Linked DNA regions of Mus musculus: all the other regions are linked to region 3. A link is a contact called in public Hi-C data. All regions are on one chromosome and are shown on one strand. Each heading gives the region's core, a stretch centred on a gene start, on an enhancer-like site or on the middle of the called end of the contact. The rest is flanking DNA. Distances are from core to core; before and after follow the strand shown. Region 1 overlaps Slc39a11 (solute carrier family 39 (metal ion transporter), member 11). Region 2 holds the start of Slc39a11 (solute carrier family 39 (metal ion transporter), member 11). Region 3 overlaps 2610035D17Rik (RIKEN cDNA 2610035D17 gene).

Region 1 (3,999 bases), core at 528-3,027, 290 kb before region 3:
TCAACGTCACCTTGTGTGTCTGGGTTAAGTGGGGATGGCGGGAGGTAGAGGCGGGGCATGGAGGAAGCTAAGCTCAGGTGAGGCTCTAGGCAGGTGGCCCTGTGGGCCCTTCCTCATCCCTGCCTGGGTTCCTGAGGACAGAGTTCCTCTTCAGGGCTCTGCTCCTGTCTCCCCTGGTATAATGTCCACAGGGAGGGGGAAGGGAACCAGTTAATTCTCTGACCTTTCTCTTGACTTCTCCCAGAGCGTTCTGAGCTTCTCATAGACCCCACTAAAGAATCTTTGCTCTAGGGGGCTGGAAAGCCCACAGAGTCCAATACCCAGGAGAAGTTAAGGAGTCCCCACTCTGAACCTCCTGAGCATGAAGGCTGGTGTATGCGAACTTGAAACGGGCAAGTCCCATGGACAGCTAACATCAGAGCCTGGCCAGCCTGTTTCTCCCTAGATCTGGTTGTTGGTAGCTTTGAGATACCCCAGCAGGGAAGCAAAGAGTACAGGTGACATGGAACACAGCAAAGGGCACCGTTGGGACCCGAGGCAGATGTGCCTGACGTCGGTCTACAGTGAGTTAGGAGGACAGCAGGGAACTTGGGGGTCTGGTACGCACTGCCATTCATGTCGCTGTGCTTTGCAGTTAGTTTGCCATTTTATCTTCTACCCGTGGGTAAAACAACACCCGAAAGGTGAAAAACGCTGGGAGTGCTGGGAAAGCCAGCAGCAAAGAATGCTGGGAATGCCAGCAGGAGCCCTGGGATGCTACTGCCTGAGGGTAATATGGCCCTCCCATAATGCTCTCTGGTGTGCCTGGTACGTGTGGGTGCCCGTGCATGCATGCACCTTCCATGGGAGTCTGACCTTACCCATCTCTCTTGCTTTAGACAGCATCTTACCATTCAGCACTGTGTGGACCTGGCTAGCGGTCCTAGGAGTGTGGGGAGGGTCTGGCCTCTGCATCCCATCTTCCTGTAGGAGTGCAGGGATCTCAGATGTGCACACTGCTGCACCCACACGTGGGTGCTGAGATCCGAACCCAGGTCATCAGGCTTATGTAGCAAGCCCTTTATCTATGGAGCTGGCCCTCTAGCCATATTGACTTAATTTGGGTGTGAGTTTGTGGGTGGTTCTGCGCTCTTTCTTCCTCACCTGGGGACAGCAAGCCACAATGAACAGAAAGTCAGCGTTTAGTTCTCCGTGTGTGCATTCTGCATCCTGAGGCCTTTTGTGTTCATGCGAGGCACATGCAGAATCACTCTCCTGCCCCCTGTCTGCCTCTCTGACCCACCTTCTTTTCATCTCATCTCTCCTTCCTCTTCTTTCTACTTCCTCTTTATTCCTTCTGAAAAAAAAAGTGCCATTCCTCTCAGCAGCTGCCTCTTTGAGGAGTGGGTGGCTTCCGTCTTGTGTATTGTGGGCCAGACACTGGCCTCAAACCACGCATGGTAAAAGTAATAATAACAACGGTAATAATTGTAATTCCACTGCACAAGCATGGAGATCCTCAATTCTGGAGCCTTAGAGGGGTGTGGCCTCCCACCCCCAGCAGCCCACTCTTGGCTTCCTGTACAGAGCTGGGTTAAGGGCCGTGGGTAGAAAGGGGGGAGGAAGGGCAGGGCAGGAGGCCGCAGGTGGGTGAGAAGGAAGCAGAGCATTTCTTTTCGCAGTTTGGGAAGGAGCTGTGTATATTTCGCGTTGCCATTTGGAAGCTGTTAGGTGATGCAGCAAGACTGAGCTGTCCAAAGCCCTTGTGGCGGCAGGAAGGAAGGTGACTCACTCAGCTAGGCACACGCAGGACTGAGGCAGAAAGTCAGGAACAGCTGGCACCAGTCACGTGTGTGTCCCAGAGAGATGTATGCCCCTTTGCCCATCTTGTGGGGCTGCCGGGTTTCAAGGAGGGAGTGTGAATGGAAAATCACTGGAGGTTAGAGTTAGTGAGTCCTGGAAGAGAAGCCTGCCACATCAAGGTAGTTACCACAGCACGAGAAAGACATGTTACCTGCTGCACAGGCTGAGGCTGTGTTTACCAAGGGCATCTGTGTACAGAACCCTGTCACCATCTCACCTGGACACCAGATGTGCAGCAAGACAGGGATTCCCCAGAACAGCAGTGCTGTCATCTCATGTCAAGAGCCACCTTAAGCCAGAAGAGAGCCTGTGGTGCTCGCCATTCTCTGTATGTGGCTGATCTCATCTAACCCTAGGCAGTGTTTCATTCTTCATGTATCTGCATCACATTCACACCCCCTCTACCCCACCCCTGTTCTTACAGTGACAGGCATATCTGAGCTGTGGTCAGTGTGCTGCTCTAGTAGATTTAAGGCCTCAGGCTTCTGAGGGGTCAACGTGTGACCGAGCGTGTGGGTGGTTGAGGGTGGTGGGTAGGCATGGACACAGCTAAGATACCCTGGCGCTGTTCCATCTATCCTCTTGGTGGTAGAGATGGTTCTGTGCTTAAGAACACTTGATGCTCTTGCAGAGGACCTAGGTTCAGTTCCCAGCAGCACATAGTGGCTCACAGTTATCCATAACTCCGGTTCCAGGAGAGCGTGTGCCCTCTTCTGACCTCTGTGGGAGCCAGCATTCAGGTGTCACACAAACGTAGATACATGCAGGCACACATGGAAAATAAGAAAAATAACGTCTGGGGGCGGGGCTCAGTTTAATTAAAAAAATGTTTACTTGGTTTTGTGTGACTGAGAGAGATATATTGAGAGAGACAGAGAGATAGACATACAGAGAGAGAGAGAGAGACAGAGAGAGAAAGAGAGAGAGAGAGCGTGAGCGCACAGGGCTGCACATGCAAAGGGAACTGCATGGAGGAAGATTCAGGAGTCTGTTCTCTACTGTGGGATCTAGGGGTCACACTCAAGTCTTCAGGCTTGCACCTCCTAAGCCATCTTTCTGGCCCTCAAAGGGCAGTTCCTGAGTGCACTTGGGGTGGGATCTTCCCATCATCCATCCATCCCCCTGCTCCCTAACACTTGGGTAGGAAGCCATACAGCCACCGGCATCTGAGATGGAGCAGCTGAAGGGTCTGAGGGTTAAGGGGTCGTCACGATTTGTTTTCTTTTTTTTTAAAATATCACCCTCAGAGAGGCCAGTCTCCACAGTAACCCACGGAACACACACACACACACACACACACACACACACACACACACACCTCCCTGTTTAATAATGGCGAAGCTTATGCAAATCTCTGAACACACCCAGCACGAAGCCAGGAGCAAGCGTGGCTGTTACCATCGGCCGTGGTGCAGTTGTTTATGCATTTAACTCGCTTTTTATGTGGTACACGTGTGTATCTATGTGTGGGTGGAAACGCATGTGCATGTGTGAGCCTGGAGGCCAGAGGTTGATGCCTGATGCCTTTCTCCATCATCCTCTGCCTCATCTTCTCAAACCGGGACTCCTCACTGAAGCTGGAACTCCCCACTTCGCTAAGCTGATTGACCAATGGGCTCCAGGTATCCATTTGTCTCCACCTCCCCAGAGCTGGGTCACAGGCACCAGCAACGTGCCTGGCTCTCATATGGATGTTCGGGATCCAAACTCTCGCTCCTTATGCTTCCACAACAAACACCTTACCCGCTGAGCCACGCTGCCAGTCCCTTTTTCCAACCATCGTCACCACTGGGGTCTGCAGTTGTTCAATCGGTCATTGATTGGCCTGTTGGTCTCTCAAAGGAGAAGGGGCAGGTCGTGCAGCTGTGGGGATTGGCTCTTTTCATATCCCAAGGAGCTGCATTGCTGGTAGACAGCTGATGCTTAATTAAAAATGTATTGAGTCGTGAGGGCAGGCAGCCATCCTAGAGAAAGTGACAGAATTCTTTTCTTGGTAGTAACAAGAGCTCAGAGTTCCCAGTGTTAATTTGTAATCTCGGGGAGAGCTGAGGGCACAGGCAGCCTGAGTTTTTCAAAAGCAGGGCTTCTCCACATTAGGGATGTTGTCATTTATTGTTGTTTGCTCGGAGGCTGTCCCGTACATGATAGGGTATTGAG
Region 2 (3,916 bases), core at 349-2,848, 390 kb before region 3:
GATTCTTGCTGGACTGATGTAGGTGGAACTCGGAACTCGGAGTTAAGAGTTAGATAGAACTGGGATTAGAAAGGACTTCCTAATAGATTTGCTTAGGAGAAAAGTCACACAAATCCACATCAGATCATACAAGTGGAATTTAACTAAGGAGCACAACTTTCAAAATACCCCAAAGATAATAAGCAGTGTGCACAAAGACCTGTTAGAGAAAAGCGAAGCTTAGGAATGCTAGGATGTGAGTATTTACTCTCCAGGATCGCTCAATCGTTAGACTTTGATTCCCACGACAAGGGAGACGACCCTGACTTAACAACCAGCCATTAGGTTTTTCCCATATGGAAGACATACCCCTAAAGGGCAGTTGGGGCTGGGGTGGATGGGAGTGCAGGGTCACAACCATTGTTAAATCCAGGTCTGCCATGAAATCCTTTGTGCTGCTGTCTAGAAAACCATCATTCCACCAGGTGGACAAGATGACCCTGGGTAACAACTATTCAGAAAGAGAACAGCACCGGCTGCACTCAAAATCGTTCTGGCAGCGTGCAATGTCTTTGCTGTGTAAATCTCCTAGCTGCCTATGTGGCCAGACTTGCAGTCTGCAGCCTCTTTTTAAGTTGCTCAAAGGGTTACCTGGGTCCAGGACCTGAGATTGAAGGATGTCAATGTATGTGAAATGCTTAAGCCTAGCGTGTATATAAGTTAATAAAACCTGGTGGGAGCTGATTGGGCATTCGCTGAGAGCTGGACAACCACCCTAAGAGAGTTCTTCCTTCATCGCTGCGAATACAGAGTGGTCCTCACTAGGAAGGCACACCGCTCTCTAAGAGGGTAATAGATGCCTGCTCTTACTGTCTTCTTTGTATACTCCAACTGCAGGCTGTTCTCCTGTCCTGAGTACTTTATGCTTGGGCTGCCAAATGCAACACTGACCACTCATTTAACTTTACATTTCAAAAAACAGTCATGACATTTGCATGTGTGCATCCCTTACAGGGCACAGGGCATACTTATAATAAGAAACTATTTGTTGTTTTCCTGACATTCAAATTGAACCAGATATCTGGCCTTCATTTTATTGCAGCTAAATCTAGTCAAGGTGTTTTCATAGAAGCCCTGGAGCGGAAAGCCTATGACCTGGGGTGATGCTTCGCATATGTGGCCCTCAGTGGGTCCTCAATATTGACATTGACAGGCTGTAGTCAGCAAGTGAAAGATTGCAAGCTCAAGTAGAATGCAGAGCCTGGGCATCCTTCTAATGGAAGGTATTGACCTTGAGAATAAAGCCATTGACCTTCAGAATGTTGCCCATCTTGACACTGGCTCCGTAGCTCAGTTAGGACCTATGTTGTCATGTTTAGGACATATGACAAAAGATGTAGACAACATTAAGTACGTCAGAACTGATCCAAAGTGCCCCTTCTTTGGGTGTCTGTAGCCTCCCCAAGATTTCCTGGGGTGTGTGCACTGCCCTAGGCCTTCGCCTTTGCATTTGTGGACTTGGGGGAAGGGGAGAGTGCTGCTTTTGCCCGCCCGCCTCTGTTCCTGCGAGCACGGAAGCCTGTGAACCTGAGACTTTATTCTCCAGGCAGGATTCGCCGGTTGCGAAGGGGCGGGGCCCGGCGGTGGAGGGCCACGTGTGCTGGAGTGAAGCAGGAAGTGACCGCGAGAGTGGAGCCGGGCGAGCGAGTGGCATCGGGGGCTGATGGAAGTGGAGAGGGGGCTGGAGAGGGCACCCTAGTGAGTCGCCTTTTCTCTCCTTCAGGCCCGGGGTGCCGGGCAGTCTCGAGAGTGTGCAGCGGCCTGGAGCTTGCAAAGGGGTGCCCTAAGGTGCAAGTCCTGGAAGAGCAGCAGGGGCTGTGACAGGTGGCAGGGGGAGGAGGGTGTTTGGGACCCCTCTGCTCCACCCTAGGATGAGCTGGAGACAGTGATGCGAAGCTCCTGAGTGCACAGCCAAGGGTCTCTTCATTCATTGTTTCATGGTGGTGTGTATAGGGGACAAGGGACCTGTGGTATCAGTGGCAGCCATTCGGAGGCCCCTCCCACCTCCACCTGTGGCAGGTCTGGGGGAGGCTGGAGAGCCGGCAGCATGCCTGCCTCCTGGAGAACTTTTTCATGTTCATGCTAGTGGTCCAGATCCTGAATCTGTCTCATGGGCGTCTCTGGTAAAGTCCGGTCCACGAGTTCTGTGCCAGCTCCCTTAAGCCCACGCAGTGCCTCGCTTTAACTAAACCAGCGTTTTGAAGTGCGGAGGCAACATTTAAAAGACAGGGAAAGAGACAGAAAAGGACAGAAGGAAATTTACTGGAGTCATGGGAGCTGGCTGCTCTGTGCTGTCAGCCCGCTGTTGGCTTCTCTCAAGTTATAGGATGGGTGGAGAATGGTCCCCTGTCCTGGTCACTGGTCCAGTTTATGATGTCAATATCCAGCTCTGGAGAAAGTCTGAAGCAGACTGCCTGGCAAGATTTAACTCCCCCATGGAGTTAAATAAGGTGCAGATTTGGGGAATCCCACAAGTGTGTGATGTCGCCTGCGCCCTGTGCTTTTACGTAGCTCCAACGGCTGGAGATGGAGCCCCTATGGTAGAGTGCTTGCTTACCATGTACAAAGCTCTGAGTTTGATTCCCCAGTACCACAAAAACCAGCTATTGTAGCACACTCTGGCAATTCCGGCTTTGGGAGGTGGAAGGCAGGAGGATCAGGAGTTCAAAGCCACTCTCTGCTACACAGTAAGTTCCAGGCTACATTAAAAAAAAAATCATCTAAGTAGCTCTCAAGAGGGACCAGACATCTGGCTTTCCACCACCCTTAGAGAGTAGCCAGAGTTTTCAAACAGTGAGTGGAAGAAGAGGCGTGCTGGGCTCACACTGTGATAAGTGGTGGGTGGCCAGGGCTCTGAGTTCTCAGGAACTCAGTTATGCAGTGAACTTAGAAGAGTGTTTTCCTATCTCTCTGGCCGCCATGGAGACGCACAACTCCCTTTGGTTTGATTTTGCTGGCTGGCAAATGGGAATCGTTTCTTTTAACCAGTAGCTGTCAAAAGACACAATGAGGTACTTGGGGGATGTTTTACGCTGTGATCTGTCTCGGATAGTGAGACTTGAGAGGATGCTAGCTCCATCTCGGTCTTTGTGTATGTTTAACATTTTACTCACAAGCAACTGGGAGCGATCAGTGTGTTAATGCTCTAGGATTTCAGCTAAAAAACAAACAAAAAAAATCCAACAAATTCAAAAAACAAAAAATACTCAAGTCTCTCATTTTTGTTTTTTGTTAGTTTGTTTTGTTTTGTTTTGACAAAGAATCTTACTATATGGCCCTGGCTGTCCTGAAACTCACTAAGTAGACCAGGCTAGCCTCAAACTTGCAGAAACCTGCTGGTATTTGCCTCTTCAAGGTCTGGGACTAAAAGGTTTCTGCTGCCATGCCCAGCACACACCACTCTTTTGAGGTTGACTTGACTCAGGGAGGGTGGAAAAGGCTATTTTTTTGCTTGATTTTTTTTTTCTTTTTAAAAATTTTAAAATGTGTGCAGTTGCTGTCTTGAGTTCCTCTGTCATGTGTGCCCAACCTGCACTCGGTATAGAGATGTGTGCAGCCCAACACAAAATAGTAAGCTTACTTAGACAATGTGAGATTTGGGGAAGGGTGCATTTTAAAACTACCTCTATGTGTGTGTGTTTTGCGGGGTGGGGTCGGGGGGCTTGTGCATTCCATGGTGCAAATGCCGAGGTCAGAGGAGAGCTGTTGGTTCTCTCCCTCAGGTGGGCGTCAGGAACCAAGCTCAGGTTGCCAGACTTGGCAGTTTTTCGTTATTTGCTTTTTTGCTTCTTGGTTGTGGGGTTCTCCAGTGTCATCGTCAAAAGGCTGCATATGCTTGGAATCCGAACCCATAAATGGTTAGACCTTAGACCTAGCA
Region 3 (4,046 bases), core at 849-3,348:
TCATTTTTCATTGCCAGTGATCCTGGAGGCATACGGTTCACATCAGTCTAAAGTGGGTGGCATGACAGTGGCCTCGTGGTATCCACCCCCCCAACCCAGAAGCAAATGGCTCATGTTTCCCTTTAATTGTTTTGGAGCCCTGTCTCTTGGGAGCCTCATTCATTGCTGGCCTGGGGGACCCTGCATTGAGGAAGAGGCAAACACAGCAGGAGGCGCCCAAGCAGGGACAGAGATTTTTCTCAGGGAGGTTAAGTCAGTGCTGCTTTGCAAGGCTGGTCCCCCATGCACACCTTGCCTGTCCACATCACCGCTCTTCCTAGGCCCTTTCTTCTGCCGTCTCTTGCAAGAGACATATTGCTTCATCATTCCTGAGTAGCTATTGGGTACCAGCCTCTGGGACATTCTGAGAGAGGCCCAGAGATAATGGCAGAGAGACAGACAGAAACACACACACACACACACACAACACACACCACACACACACACAACACACACACACACACACACACACACACACACACACACACACACACATACACACACACTTACACCAGCCAGTCTGGTGGGCTAAGAAGCTCCAGGGACGCACACCCCTATCCTCTGCTCTAGGATAAGTGCTGGCCACCGCCTCTGTCTTATCAGGGAGGAAACTCAGACCCTCATGTCACACGGCAAGCCCTCTATCCACTGAGCTGTCTTCCCAGCCTGGAGACAGCCAGGAATTGAAACAGGTCTCTTGCCTGGGAAACCAGTATGTCCTTTATAGATGTCCATCTCTCTTCAATGCGGCTTCCCCTTGGCCCTCTTAGGGACCATCTGGCAACTCAACTCCCATCCTGTACCATAGTTCCCCCTTGGAGTGGTTGTGAGCACCCTCCCCCGCTACCTTGAGTTGCTTTTGAAGTCTATAACCAGAGGACTAGAAGTCTGGCTGTGCACAGTGGTACCTGGGTGGTGACTGGTTTGCTTTTGGCTCCATCAGAACACCCTTCTGAGGCCCCTCCTATAGCGCTGTCTGTGCCTTTCACGTCTGACTTTGTTCGCTTGAGGAACTCAGAGAGCGAGGGCACTAGCCCTCACTGCATCCAGGGTATCCAGCCTGTTGGACTCTTGGCGGCAAACGGGCTAATGGGATGACCTGAGAGGGGTGTTGGTTGCCCTCAGGGCTCAGAGCCTTGTCTTGTCCTGCACTTCCTGCGCTGTCTCTTTATATGCCTCCCACCTTGACTGCCAGAGTTAGAGATGGGACCTCCTCCATCCAGGCTGCTGGGTCTCAAGGCTGAGGGAGAACAGGTGTGTCCTGACCAAAAAAAGTGGGAGACTGGAACACAGTCCAGCCCTGTTTTCAGCCAGGAAGGACTTGGCTCCCCCAGGCTTTGCTCCTGCCCCTCCAAAGTGGCCAGAGGAGGGGTTTTGTGGGAGCAGATGCTGGTAGCACTTGTCCCCAGGCTTATCAGGCAAGCGGAAGCTGACCCCCCCCCCAGGTGACTTTTAAGGCTGCTGTATGTGAAAACTGAGGTGTGATCTACTCCTGTTCCCACCCTCTTCCTCCTCACCAGCCCTACCCCAACCTGAGGACCCCCGGGACGAGGAACCATGTTTGTATCTATCAAAAGGGTATTGAACATCTGGCCTAGGCAAGGGGAGAGGAAATGAACTTGAGCAAAGTGCTGTAGCCAGAACCCCAGACTTCCCAGGGGCTCCCAGGGGCTCCCAGGCAGAGCCCAGGGAAGGAAGCATGAGATGACTCTAGGCTGCACAGAGAGACGGAATGCGCCAGACGCTGACTTGCAGGTGAGGGAGGCCGCTGCCTTCTTAGAGCGGTTCACCCTGAACGTGAGGGATAGTGTTTGCTGTCAGCCTGACTGGATTCAGAGTCACCCAGGAAATGCACTCGTGGGCGTGTGTCTGTGGGAGTTTTTCCAGAGGTCGAACTGCGTGTGGAGGGAAGACTTGCCCATCCTTATCGGCCGGGCTCAGGGTTGACTCATTATGAGAAACTGAGCTGACCCCAGCACGCATCTCTCCTGCTTCCTGATCACAGACGCAGTGCAGCCAGCCGCTTCATGCTTCCGACAGGCCTTCCACACCGCTCCCTTAAAGCGGGATTCAAAGTCAACATCCTCTCCTGTGAGTTGCTTTCACCACAACAGTGAATCAAGTCACTAATACATGGGGGGGGGAGGGGGGGATAGAGGATGAGAGTTTGCAAGAGACGCAGGTGCCTGAGTGGGAGGGCACACACAGGATGCTTGCGCCCCTCCCCACTTCCCGTGTTCGTGTTATAGAGTCCGGACTGGCCAGGTAGACAAAGGTGGGAAGTGTAATCTGGGCAAGTGGCCTGTGGATTGCTCGTCAAAAGGTGACAACCTGAAATCAGGGGCGGGAGGGAGGTGGAGGGACATGTGGGGTGATTTTACGCACTCAGTTGGGGATCTCTCTTCCTGGCCCATGTGTGGGGTTTGTGTTCCCGTTTCTTGGCCCTTTCTCTCCCATTTGTCACTATTGAGACACAGGGTGCTTTTGTTTTGGGGTGTGTCCGTCCGTCCGTCCGTCCATCCGCCCATCCGTGTGTGGCCGTGTGGGTATGTGGAGGCCAGAGGGGACATGTTAGGTACCCTACCTGTTCTATCCCTCTCCCCCTGACTCCTTGAAGACAGCATCTCTCACTGCAGCTAGGCTGTCAGCCGCAAGCCCCCGCAACCATCCTGCCTCCGCATCCCCATGCTAAGGATCCAGGCACCGACACACTCACACCAGGCTCTGTGGGCTTTGAACTCAGGTCCTCATGCCTTTGCAGCAGGCTCTCGCCCTAGCATCTCCCCTGCATGCTGGCTCCATTTATGTCTATGTAGTTATGGATGCTCTATGGTCTGTCTTTCTCTAGTTTACCGTTGGACCCAACTGGGTCCTTGGTACCTGGTTGGAAGCAACACTGGCATCTGTGTGTGGGACTGTGCATTTACAGCAAGGGAGGGGGCACTGGTGAAGGGGCTCCTGATGGGCAGAAGCGCACAGCCAGGAAACAGTATCCATCCAGCCTTGAACCTGGGGCTGTACCGGCACATCTCAGCCTCCATCTTCTCCTCTGCTTTCCAGCTCCACGTCTTTTAAGCCTCTTGGAACACTCTGGCACACAGCTATAGCTTAAGGGCCATTTGTCCCTGTAAGTGGATGTGCAGGCTCTGGGGACCCTTTCTGCATTTCCCCACCCCCTGCTCATGCCGTGCTCCTCCGCTGCAGACCCCCCTGGGGTGTTGGCTTTGGGATGCCTTCTGGGTGCTGATCCTTGGTCCTGCCTTCACAGCCCGGCTCTTCTCTTTGGCCTTCAGAGGGCAGAGTGTTAAGCAAACACCTTCCTCAAAAGAAAAAAGCTGCATTGTCCTCTTCTGAGTTCATGGCCCAGCCTCGAGAGCCAACTGCCCTGGCTTATGGATTGCTAAGTGTGGAACTACTGTGTGTGTGTGTGTGTGTGTGTGTGGGGGGGTTGCAGAGCTTTTAACCCAAAGGGTCATTCCTTTGGGGGTAGGAGCTTGTAGCTGAGAAGTGTCAGGAGGTGAGCAGGCTGCCTATGGGTAGTAGGGCCCTTAGCGCGCACTGTGGGAGAACAGGAGAGTTGCCAGTGGCCTAAGCTGAAACCTACCCAGCGTCTGTCTCCTTGAAAGTCTTGGCAGATGTCCCTATCACATCGCTGTGACAGAGACACAGGGCTCATTCTGCAGGTTCCCATTTTGATACAGAGGCAGGTTTTCTGCCCCATCTCCTTGAGAACAAGCCGCTATTTCCTCGGGCTACCCCGGTGCCTAGGTACTAGGTTTCTAAAGTTTTAATGATTAATCTTTTTGGTTTTGGTTTGTTCTAACAGGGTGGAATGAGAAGCTGTGTGTGTGTGTGTGTGTGTGTGTGTGTGTGCATTACCTTTTTAAAATGTAAATAACAGGAACACAGAGCTAACTCCCATCCTGTCCTGCATTGCTAGGTAACTCCTTAGGCAGTTCCCTGAGACCCCATGAGGTTGGTGGAGAGGGAGAACGGTCCGCTCAGCC

The links. A called contact is a pair of places that touch in the nucleus more often than the background predicts.
Region 1: a Hi-C map of Th2 cells shows a contact between it and region 3, with 2.8 times the contacts expected there. The contact joins two enhancer-like sites. A contact is called at or near these places in 33 of 484 Hi-C or Micro-C datasets (Th2 cells, cardiomyocytes, double positive thymocytes and 9 more), 6 of 115 datasets of contacts at active chromatin or transcription factors (T-cell acute lymphoblastic leukemia, embryonic stem cells, memory CD8 T cells and 2 more) and 1 of 9 other capture datasets (embryonic stem cells).
Region 2: a contact with region 3 is called in a Hi-C map of regulatory T cells, with 4 times the contacts expected there. The contact joins the promoter of Slc39a11 here to the enhancer-like site in region 3. A contact is called at or near these places in 3 of 484 Hi-C or Micro-C datasets (CD4 T cells and regulatory T cells), 3 of 115 datasets of contacts at active chromatin or transcription factors (memory CD8 T cells, regulatory T cells and stem cell-derived neural progenitor cells) and 1 of 9 other capture datasets (embryonic stem cells).

What each region holds. Positions count from the first base shown.
Region 1 is chr11:113,467,904-113,471,902 of GRCm38.p6, reverse strand. The region is part of intron 4 of Slc39a11 (solute carrier family 39 (metal ion transporter), member 11); the gene reads left to right. Among named protein-coding and RNA genes, the nearest start is that of Gm51928, 11 kb to the right of the region's middle. Within about 2 kb of position 1,777, at least 89 of the 459 cell types and tissues checked have an H3K27ac peak or open chromatin away from gene starts, as enhancers often do. A contact at or near this core is called in Th2 cells, where this site is marked.
Region 2 is chr11:113,563,497-113,567,412 of GRCm38.p6, reverse strand. Slc39a11 (solute carrier family 39 (metal ion transporter), member 11) reads left to right here and starts at 1,598. Exons shown (of 10, transcript NM_027216.5): 1 at 1,598-1,737.
Region 3 is chr11:113,178,168-113,182,213 of GRCm38.p6, reverse strand. All of the region lies in intron 1 of 2610035D17Rik (RIKEN cDNA 2610035D17 gene), which reads left to right. Among named protein-coding and RNA genes, the nearest start is that of 2610035D17Rik, 22 kb to the left of the region's middle. RefSeq lists an enhancer at 1-169. Within about 2 kb of position 2,098, at least 14 of the 459 cell types and tissues checked have an H3K27ac peak or open chromatin away from gene starts, as enhancers often do. A contact at or near this core is called in Th2 cells and regulatory T cells, where this site is marked.